2 separate regions of the Danio rerio genome follow, and region 1 is linked to region 2. Evidence: chromatin contacts called from public Hi-C data. All regions are on one chromosome and are shown on one strand. The core of a region is the stretch at or near the end of the contact, and the rest is flanking DNA. Distances in the headings are between cores, read along the strand shown. Region 1 overlaps mthfsd (methenyltetrahydrofolate synthetase domain containing). Region 2 holds the start of mthfsd (methenyltetrahydrofolate synthetase domain containing).

Region 1 (5,706 bases), core at 334-2,833, 35 kb after region 2:
TTAGTCTCCACTTCACTTCCTAATCTGCAATTGCCTCTCTGAATATCACACTAACTGTACCCAAAAAAAAAAAAAAAATACTAATACTTCCCTTCTTAGACTTTACAGACCTGAAACTTGCCTATAGCACTTATTTATTGTTGCTCTTAGTTGTGTAAATTGCTTCCTTGTCCTCATTTGTAAGTCGCTTTGGATAAAAGCATCTGCTAAATGACTAAATGTAAATGTAAATTTTGAGTATCTTTTTATGCCCTTTGGGCTCTTGAATTCACCGGCGGTCTTCCAGGCACTCGTCAATGAAGTGCTCAGGGACATGGTAAATCGCTTTGTGTTCATCTGTCTCGATGACATTCTGATTTTTTCCCAGAATGAACAGGAGCATGTCCAGCACGTCAGGCGGGTGCTTCAGCGGCTGCTGGAGAATCGTCTATTCGCCAAGGTGGAGAAGTGTGAGTTCCATACACCGTCGGTTTCGTTCCTGGGGTTTGTTTTGTCGCCCGAGTGATTGCGAATGGATCCTGCCAAGGTAAAAGCTGTTGCGGATTGGCTCACCCCAGACAGTTGCAAGGCGGTCCAGCGGTTTCTGGGGTTTGCCAATTTTTACAGGCGATTCTTACCCAGACCAAGCAGAAAGTACACAATCATTTGTTTCTTTGTATAGTTTTACAGACAACTGTGTGCTAGTTTAAAGTGCTGAGCTTGACTGAGGTACCGGATGCGCTGCGACATGGCACACCGGATACTCTATGTGGCATGGCAGAAACATGAAGAGTGCCGATTCGCCGCACCACGCCTTTTAGAACTCTTCTAAACACACCGGTGCTTAAAGTCGGTGGCTGTCCGCTGTCCATTGTGTGTACCCTGATAGAAACCTATGTTTAGAATTTTAAAATGCATGGCGCTGCATCAGCGTCGTGCCACGCAGAGCAGCGCTTCTGGTGTGCGACCTGCAGGCAAGTTTATTTTTTTTACAATGGAGAGAAACGCGCATGCACTTTTCCAGCTGCACCTACTTAAGATCACAGGAAGCTTCTGTGACCTCGAGAAATGCAAATGGCTGAAGTTTAAGGTAGACGCAATGAAAAGTACACATGTTTGCAAACCTGCCTCAAGATACAATCAATAATTCCGATTATAGCAATTAACTGGTGAATGTTGATCTTGTTTTGAGCCCAATGAGACCGGGCATCTAAAAATAGAGCAAGGATGTTCCTTTAGTAATATCGCTTTGACTCCCGCTAAAAATGGTGGACATGAATCAACAAATTGAAGATATGGTGAAGTCAATCAATATTGGTGGGTGGGGGGACCGCACTCCTACGTCAAGTTGCTGTCGCTTTGAAAACTGCTCCATTTGGTCCACCGTTTTTATGTTGTTAAATTGAAAAAAAAGGACTGAGTATTTTTTATATCACCCCAATATGACTGTCTATACACTATACTTACACACCTGTCTGTCCAAACAGCTTCAAAAGTAGATTTTTTTTTACCATAGGTGCCCTTTAATCTCTCCTCTGGTTATCATACCCAGACTAACGGCCAGACTGAGTGCAAAATCCAGGAGATCGGAACGTTTCTCAGGTCATACTGCCACCAGGACCAATACAGCTTGAGCCAAGTATGCACAAAACTCACTACGCCAGGAGTCAATGACACAGAAAGCTTTTATGGTAATATATCTGCAGACTGTATAACTAAAAAAATACATAATCCATTGTAATATTTAATTAACAAATTAAGATTAACTTTGAATACTTAAGACAAGCAATCACACTTTTTATTTATGTAAAACTTAAATGAATTAAAAAAGACAATCAATTTATTGGAAGAAATATACTTTTTAAAATAAATACTATACACAACACAATTGAAGAACTTTTTACATTGTATCACGTTTGCTTGTATCACTACATGTTTGTATCTAGTTGTTGCTTTGCTTTTTCTTTCATGGAGTTAATTTTTGTGAATAACATTACCTGAATGTGTCAGTTAAATACAGTAGATAGTAGTTTTATGCTGTTTGGCATTATAAGCTTGTTCTGTTTGCATGATCATCTGTTTTGGCATCGAATCATTACAAAAATTCAAATGAGTAGCTTTGACATCACTTTGCAGGCCAATCAGCTGTTAGCATTACACTGGTCACTTATCGCATTTAACAATTTATTTTTGTTAAATACAGCAAAAGCCTACAACTTTTTGCAGTTTATTCAAGAATCAATTGACTAAATTTAAACAAATTTAAAATGCTTCTTGAATTATTTTAATGCTCCCATATCTATGTGTCTGTGGAAGCAGTTGGTGAAGAGTATCTTCTCCAAGCTGGACCTGCAGAGTGTGTACAACCTCACTCCTATTAGATAAAAAAGACTGCATCCACAAACATTTGGGCAGTGATTTTGATACTTCAGAAGTGTCTGAAACTTCTGCACTGCATTAAATCATCTGGATATTGGGTGTTTAAATGTCTGCATGACTCGCATAATTTATTTCTATAATAAAATGTGTGCGTGTGTGTATGTATATATATATATATATGTCCAATATATTATGTCCAATCAAACAAGATAAGCAAAGACTCTTCATATCTGAATCTTGAATCTGTGTCAATAAACATTCTGGTTTGTGCTTTCTTCTCTCTCATCCTACCTGTGTTGTGACAGTTAGATTGATTTGCTAATATTCACTTTATTTCCTTTTTAGATCTGATTGAAACCAAAGTTGTCACTTTTGAGCAGGCTAGGCTGAGTTAAGAATTTCATAGGTTGTAGATCCGCCATCTTGCCAAATCCAGTTAAGAGTTTCATCCCTGTACTTGTTTTTAATATTGGTGGGAGAAAAAAAAAGTTTCTCCTCACTATCATGATTCTTTTCAAGACAGATGGTCTTATTATTTATTGATTATTCTTACAGCACCAGCATTTCCCATATAATTATATTAGTGGGGTTTTTCATTTCTTTACTCTCTATGTATTTTGACCATTGTGGAATTCCACTCTGATGTTTTCTCCAACAGAGAGAGAGCATGCATCGCAAAATGTAGTGCATGAGCATTGATGCTAATCTTTAATTGCAGCATGCAAGTGGAATTGCATTGTCAGTGCGTGACCCATGTCATGTGACAATACCACAACACGGTATTATCACACTGTGTATTATTCTGAGCTATAAATTGGTTTGTTGTCAAATAAGTGGTGTGATTCAGTTTCTTTTGTCATTTTTTTGTTTTTCGTGTTACTTACCAGTTGTCCAACATGGTAATGGGACCAGTACAAACTCTCACAAAGTTTTGTAGCACCAGCAGGACAAATCCTCTTGAAGTGGAACCATTTGTTAACTCCCTGGAGCCCTGATTTATTTATTTATTTTTATTTTTTAATTGACTTTATGGTTCTCTTTTAATTTGTTGTTATGTTTTGACTTGTAGGGGAAACGAAATGGGATGTGCGTCATAAAGTATGGAACTACATTGAGGTGAAAAACCTTGCCAATTTTCCACGGCCTGTGCACAACAGAATTCCCAACTTCAAGGTATCATTCAAAAAGGTCCCAAACAAGTATCAAATTTTATGGATCAACTGGAGATTGTTAACTGTGGACGTGTGTTCAGACAAATTGTTTGTATTAAATGCTAACCGGTTTGTTGGATGTGAGTATCCATTAAACAAAAATGTGTTACTTTAAAGGTCCTTTGAAATGCTTTGAAACATTATTCATTGTGATGATGCCATTTCTACTGAAGCAGAAAGCCAGAGTGAGAGACACCTCTGTAGAGAAGCTCCCCTCTTTTAATCTTTAAGTTACCAATAGTAGTATACATCATAGCCTGACCTATCAAAAAGGCTTATTTCTTTAAATGATTGCATATACAATATTTAAGCACAGGCAATTCCAATCTTATAATTGTATCTAAACTAAGCAACAGAAAGTTTTAGCATATTAGAAGTAAAAAAACACTGTGTCTAAAACTAGTCACCACCCCGTTGATTGTGATCATGTATTTTATAGTATTTACTGAGTATTTGCACCCTCAGTTTGTCAGTTCAATTGAAAACGTAGGCAAAATAGTGAGCAGGCGCATGAAGTGAGATGTGCTCATGTTTTGCAGCTGTGGAGCAGCACATAAAACTCTCACTGCTTATAGAAAACAATCGATTTGATCAGCTGTAGTTAGAAATTAGGCTGTTTTATTCTTTAAAGGGCGATGACACCCCCCACTTTCGGTTAAAGTCTACTTCAGAATATTTTCAAAGTATGCATGATTAATGGGCGTGGAGCTTCGCGAGCATAGGGCAGGAGTGGGCGTGGCCAGCAAGGGAGAAGGGGAGCGAACAACTGTTGATGTCAGTTAGCTCACAAATTGAGACGAACCGTGAGGAGACGCATGAGTTAATAGTTTACAAAGTTAAAATGCAAAGAAATAAACAGGAATTTAATGTCCTGCTACATTTGTTATTCGTAATTTCATATACATACAACCACAATTTAAATCATTATAAAGATAATCGTGTTTATATAAACACTATAAATGAAGACTTCTGCCTCAATCCCCGGGTCTGAATCATAGATCTAAATGCAGACTCAGTGGAGCAGGTCTCCTGACCTGTCTATTTTAACCATTAGTCCTGCTGGTAATCTTGAGGATTTAGGCAAACACAGCAGCACGGCGATGTGTCTGAATGTGAATGAACTCCTGATACAAGACAACATCTTCCATTCTCCAATTCTCGTGCTGCCCTCCCGACAAAAATGCTTGCATCACACACACAGCTTTGCTGTATGATCGGCCCTGGCAGGATTGCGGGGAAAAACATGCAACACACCCCGTGGATCATGGAAACAAACACATACGAGCCTTCATAAACGGCTACTGCATGCCGTGGGTCCGTGTCTCACAGCTTGAGCTTGGCACTGGTCTGGCAGGTCTGCATCTGCCTTGCCTTCGGAAAGCGTGTCCTGTCGTGCTCTCATGAATAATTAAGCAGCCGGCTCTTCTCATAGGATAAGGAAACTCCGCTTTGAATAATAATGAGAAACTGACGCGTCATCATTGCACTTGCGGTACTTCGGTACGTCGCCGATTTTGATCCCGCCCCAAAAATCATTTTAAACCCAGAAGCTGAAATTAGCTGACAAAAGCTCAAAATCATCCATTTTGCCCCACAATTAAAGCTGACAGGTGCTAACATTGTCTTAACTACTGCTCAACACATACAAATCTGTTAATATATTTTAAAAAATGTTTTCCAGGGTGTCCTGAACTTTTAAGGGCTTGTTATGCAGTCTTTGTCACCATCTAGTGGATGAACAAAGTCAACCGTCTTTGCTCAGTTCAATGAAATGCTAAAGGCTGGTGATGTGCTGTCTCTGAGAAATTATAAATATTTTAAAATAGGCACTATCCTTATAAATAAACTGCATAGTTGCAATCTACACAACTAGATCACTGAATATAAAAACTGTGTTGTCCAACAGCAGCAATATTTGTCAAACTGTACAGTGTCCTCTGCTTGTCGCTGTATGTTGGTGGAGTAATAAACAAGGGTGAAGGGTTAAGAGGCTGGACGAGTGCTGTTATTTGCAGAATATCGCATGACTCTGATTCAGATTCAAGAACCAGACAGAACTGTTGTGTGTGTGTGTGTGTGTGTGTGTATATATATATATATATATATATATATATATATATATTTATATATATATTTT
Region 2 (5,917 bases), core at 1,525-4,024:
TTAGAGAGAGATGCCTGCAGGTGGTACCTAAAGAACACAACTCTGTGGATGAAATGATTATTCTTTTCAAGAGGAGATTCATAACATTAAACAATATATTCATCGCAAACCACACCTATGGGGCTTCAAACTGTGGGTGAGATCTTGAATCTCTGGCATGTTCTATGATTTTGAGGTGTATCAAGGAATAACTTGGGCTGTCAGGTGATGTTGTGATAAAGCTCACCTTCACATTTCTGAACTACATGACTTAAACAGACAACAACCTCATTTGTGTTGCTTGTGCATTTCAGGGGAAAAGAACTGCCTTGGACACTATCAATGCAAAGTAAACACATTTAATCCACATTGATTGTGACCAAATATATTTTCCAAATATTTTTATTAATAAATGCTTATTAATAAAAAATATGGTTGGTGTGTGATTATTACTTATGACATACTGTTATGGGGCTAAGTAAGTAAATAACCCTGCAAACAAATTTTTAAATGCTCTGTATACCTGTTCAGACAAAGTGACTACAAATACAGAAATTGTGCTCATAACTCGGCCCAACTTTGCAATATTACATTTCTCTAAAAACTTACAGAAATAATAAAAAATCATTAATTACTACATCAGAGGCCTCCTAAAACAATATCTGAGAGGACAAAATAAAGTTTACTTACATTTATTATTTACGGGCGAGGCAGTGGCACAGTAGGTATGGCTGTAACCTCACAGCAAGGAGGTTGCTGGTTCGAGCCTTGGCTGGGTCAGTTGGCGTTTCTGTGTGGAGTTTGCAAGTTGTCCCTACGTTCGCGTGCTCCGTTTTCCCCCACAGTCTAAAGACATGCAGTACTGGTGAAGTAATGTAGGCTAAATTGTCCGTAGTGTATGAGTGTGTGTTAAAGTTTCCCAGGGATGAGTTGTGGCAGGAAGGGCATCCGCTGCGTAAAAAACAAAGTTGGCGGTTCATTCTGCTGTGGCGACCCTGGATTAATAAAGGTGCTAAGCTGAAAAGAAAATGAATGAATGAATAAATATTACAAATAGAGGAATTACCAACCTACGTCACACATGACATCACACGGGTTCCCGGTTGCAATAGAAAACATGTCGTGTTGTGCCGTAGGATGCCAAATGGAAAACATAACTTTTACTGTACACCACACTGCTTTTAATGCCAACCGCAGCGTCTTTGACAAAAAAGCGAGCTAAATAAAGTGATGACCTAATTAATAATGCTGGCCTCTGCAGTTTTCATTTCATATTAGGTACTGTAAGTTCACGCTAAACAGAATCATACATGTTACTTGTTCTTGATTGCAGCAATGATTTCAGCAAAAACAGTTAAATGTGGTTAATTAAGCTGCGGACACTACATGCTAAGAATGAAACGTAAAAGTGCAAGTTCGCATACCCTGCCATACAGGTGCAGTTTGCTGTCAATGCAGTTTTGCTTGTTGATAATTACCCAGGCCTTGTATAGCTCCGTCTTCTTTCCTTGTCTTTGGCTAGTCAGAACCTCAATTTTGAACTCTACAAAGTTTTGAATCTGGTGATCTTCTCTTATGTAAAAACACTTGGAGCTTTAATGATTGTATATTTGGGGCTGGATGCTTGGCCATTTCTTCTCATCCAATATCCATTAGGAGGGGGCTATCGCAAATGGACCTGTCAGAAGAACACTGCTCACTTTACTGTTAATTTTGCGAATAACTGTGTTTATTAATGGGTAACAAGCTGTTATAATAAGCTGAAAGCATTATGTAAATTATATATATATATATATATATATATATATATATATATATATATATAAATACATTTCTAAAACATCAGCTAACTATGTACCACATTGGATGTCATTCCCTCGCTGTAAATGCTAGTGCTTTCGTTTTTTTTTTTTTTTCTGCATCCTCGCTGTGTGTGCATCTTGAATGTTTACAAACATGGTAATTTGTCTATAGATTTCGTGTGTTACCAGCTGCAAACTAGCAGACCCACCCACGTTACAGGACACACAATCCTGATCACACAATCCAGGCCAGGCTGAACCACTTTCAGGTTTTTGTATTTGTAATTTTCATTTATTCTAGAGTTATTTTATTTATAACTCTTTGTTGTTATTTATCTCTTTATTTTTAAAAATGTACAGTTGCATAAAAAATACTAAGCCTATATACATTTATAGTTAAATCAAACTCCAAGCCTCCAATTGTAATTCTGTGACACCAAACAACTTCCTTGTCCAAAGGATCATGGATGCCTTGAGTGTCCATAAATTGTTCATTCATTTATTTTCTTTTTGGCGTAATCGCTTTATTAATCTGGGGTCGCCACAGCAGAATGAACCACCAACTTATTCAGCATATGTTTGACTATGCAGATGCTCTTTCAGCTGCAACCCATCACTGGGAAACATCCATACACACTCAGTCACACACATACACTACGGACAATTTACCCAATTGATCATTGAACATTGATCAGTTATCTTCTTCTTGTTTGATGACTATTTAGCAGCATTATCGCCAGTTGGAATGACAAGAATGTCAACATGATTTTACAATACTACCAATTTTATACATATTAAGATTTTTTTTTTTATTTTGATGAATATACTGAACTATAAAATGTTGGACTGTAGGTTATGATGAAATATTAAGTAGATGTTCGTACACAGTGCTGTTTGCTTGGGCTTCTGGCTTTGAAGATAGTGTGGGACTTTGTTATCTCACCAGCAGATGGCAGTGATGCACTGATAACTGAGTGTGGTTTGACAGAAATGGAAAAAGAAGAAACAAGAACATAACGTGTTATACATGCTCTTGTCCTGTCTTGTCTATCATTACAATTACCTAATTAAATTAAGGTCCGTGAACTTCTCTGCATAATGGAGCCCGTCATAAAAATTAACCAAGGTAAGTTTGTATTTATTTATTTACAGGGCTCCAGAAAAAAAAAAAACATATTGTGTACTAGGAGCACCAGACCATTGTAAAGATTTTTAGGAGCACGAGCAGTGGTGAATTTTTCCATTTTAGCTGTATTAATGAGAAATGCTTTAGTAAATTGGTAGTACTGTAAAGTTACGCAGCACAGTCTAATGTTAAGCACAGAGATTACTTAACGCACAAACAACTAAAAAATTTGGCTAGCTTGATAGATTTATGTAAACACAATTTAAAAAATATCAGCAAAGACTAAACCAAGAGAATTTTATTTGCTTGTTTACATTCTTTGGAAATGATATGAAACAGTATGTATTACTTTATAATTTGTTAAGTTTACAGTACTGTGCATGTAGGAGTAGATGTTAATCAAAAACAATGTAATGGGTAATTTAATAAATAATATGAATAATACACAGTATACTTTACTCTGCTGTCTGGGTTAGGGGAGACAATAATAAAATACAATTAATGAATAATTGAATAAAATGCAATTAATTAATAATTTAATAAATAATTATTATTGCTTAAAAAACAAACTGCATCAAATAGACACATGCCCTTTATTTTGCACAAGGCTTAATTTTACATTTAAAGTGTTAAATAATTTAATCAAAATAAATTTAAACCATTTAACCACAAGAAATGGTTATTGCACAAAGACATAGCAGCCGAAGAATTAGAAGACTCAGAATAAGTATTTCATGTATTTCAAAACCATTTTTGTTACGTGTGTATTAAATAGTAAAAAAAAAATCAAGTAAGGACAACATCATTTCAGATAAATCTATGAAATCAACTGTAAAATATTCAGAATATTATTCCCTATAATGCACAAGGCTTGTCTTTCCTGATTGTGCCTTTTTAATTTTTATTATGCAGTACTGAATCCATATTTAGGTGGTTGACATAAAAGCCAGATTATTTTAAAAAATCTTTTGAAAATTAAATATTAAAAAAGTGTTGTACTGACTTACATTTAAAAAAAAAACATATGTGGTCTTTTAGTTTTATTATTGGAAAAGAGGATATATTCACAAATTTGCTACATTTATGCCTAAAGTTGTCATATAGTGTGACCTTACAGTTATTATGTATAAAATGAAAATGTTTACTTTCCCTAAGTCACCAGTCTTAGTACAGATTCATTACTAATCTAAGTACTGTCACGTTCAGTGAGGGTAAAAAGGAGCGAGGATGGGTAATAATGGGTGTTTATTAAGAATAAAATAAAAACAAAAAGGCAAAACAAACAACCCCGAGGGGGAAAACTCTAATAAAACAAATAAACGAACAAACAAACTTGACTAGACTGGCAGGACAAGACAGGGCTGGACACAACAAGACAGGAAACAATCTACGACGAACTGGCAACGGACTGAAAACATGAGGGGGATTATAAAGCAAAAAGTAAATTGACACACAGGTGAACATGACAAACTAATAATGAGTAAACCAGGAGGGAGGGACTAGACCAGGGGTCGGCAACCCAAAATGTTGAAAGAGCCATACTGGACCAAAAAAAACAAAAACAAATATGTCTGGAGCCGCAAAAAATTAAAAGCTTTATATAAGCCTTATAATGATGGCAACACATGCTGTATGTATTTATATTAGCTATAATAGCATACTATAAAAATGACTTCGTTGGCTACAAATACATACTGAGCCTTCATGGTTAAATGTTCATTTCCGTGCAGTTCATCCTGTAGAGAATGACGTGTCACGTGACTACTCTGTTGTACGATGCCATCTCAAGTTTAACTTAATTACAGTATATTAATGAATTATGTTTAATTATCAAGTTTAACTTCATTACAATATTAATGAAATGTTTAATGATCAAGTTTAACTTCATTACAATATTAATGAATTGTTTAATTATCAAGTTTAACTTCATTACAATATTAATAAATTATGTTTAATGTTCAAGTTTAACTTCATTACAATATTAATGAATTGTTTAATTATCAAGTTTAACTTCATTACAATATTAATGAATTATGTTTAATGTTCAAGTTTAACTTCATTACAATATTAATGAATTGTTTAATTATCAAGTTTAACTTCATTACAATATTAATGAATTATGTTTAATTATCAAGTTTAACTTCATTACAATATTAATGAATTATGTTTAATGATCAAGTTTAACTTCATTACAATATTAATGAATTATGTTTAATGTTCAAGTTTAACTTCATTACAATATTATTGCATTATGTTTTGCTTTGATGAAATTAAAGAAATCAGATTTTTTAATGTTTTTTTTTATTTTGAGGATTCAAAAAAACAACATCAAAATGAACGTGCACAACGTGCCCCTTATCTGAGCAACAAACAGTGCAATAAAACGCAGCCTGCCATTTCCATTTCAAGATCAGCTCGAGTCATTCCTGGGAATGTGTTCAACAAGGAAGGGTCAATCTTCAGGGGTGTGTGTAAAGGAAAGACAGTCTCGTTTTTTCCTTTCGCAACTCGCAAAATCTGCTCCCAAATGCAGTTTGCATATCAACGATCGCACCTTGTAAATAATCACCGTTGAGTGAGTGATCGGGATGGGCTTCTTTGAATTCTCTCAGGGAGGGAAAATGAGAAAGCGTGCCCCGCTGTACATCTTTGGCAAAGACAGCTTGCGCTCCATGGCGCATCACACAGCCGCCGGTTTGTTTACAACAGCTACCTGCCTGGCATCCCGCCCTGCTGATAGAAACGTGTGTCGCAGGCTATGACGCAAATCTTTGTTGACAGAAATGTTGAAATTAAATATTCTACACACTTTTACAGCATTGGAAAACGTTAAGATTGTTTGTCCTCCTATAGAAACCATATTAAAACAAAAAATATATTTACCTCCCTCATCGTTTTCCATTTTCAAACATTTTTTGAAAAAGTTCACATTGACTTCAGATGTGGTCAAAGGTGATCACATGTGGCCCTATGAACTTCACATGTTGTCCACATGTGGCCACATGAATTT

What was found. Hi-C and Micro-C count contacts between places; a contact is called where the count stands out from the background.
Region 1: a Hi-C map of an unstated tissue shows a contact between it and region 2, with 4 times the contacts expected there. The contact joins the enhancer-like site here to the promoter of mthfsd in region 2. A contact is called at or near these places in 2 of 18 Hi-C or Micro-C datasets (skeletal muscle and an unstated tissue).

Annotation. Positions count from the first base shown.
Region 1 is chr18:32,503,113-32,508,818 of GRCz12tu, forward strand. mthfsd (methenyltetrahydrofolate synthetase domain containing) reads left to right here. Exons shown (of 8, transcript NM_001045099.1): 2 at 3,428-3,531. Among named protein-coding and RNA genes, the nearest start is that of mthfsd, 37 kb to the left of the region's middle. Within about 2 kb of position 1,584, at least 3 of the 62 cell types and tissues checked have an H3K27ac peak or open chromatin away from gene starts, as enhancers often do.
Region 2 is chr18:32,466,622-32,472,538 of GRCz12tu, forward strand. It overlaps mthfsd (methenyltetrahydrofolate synthetase domain containing), which reads left to right and starts at 2,775. Exons shown (of 8, transcript NM_001045099.1): 1 at 2,775-2,907. The coding sequence starts at 2,880.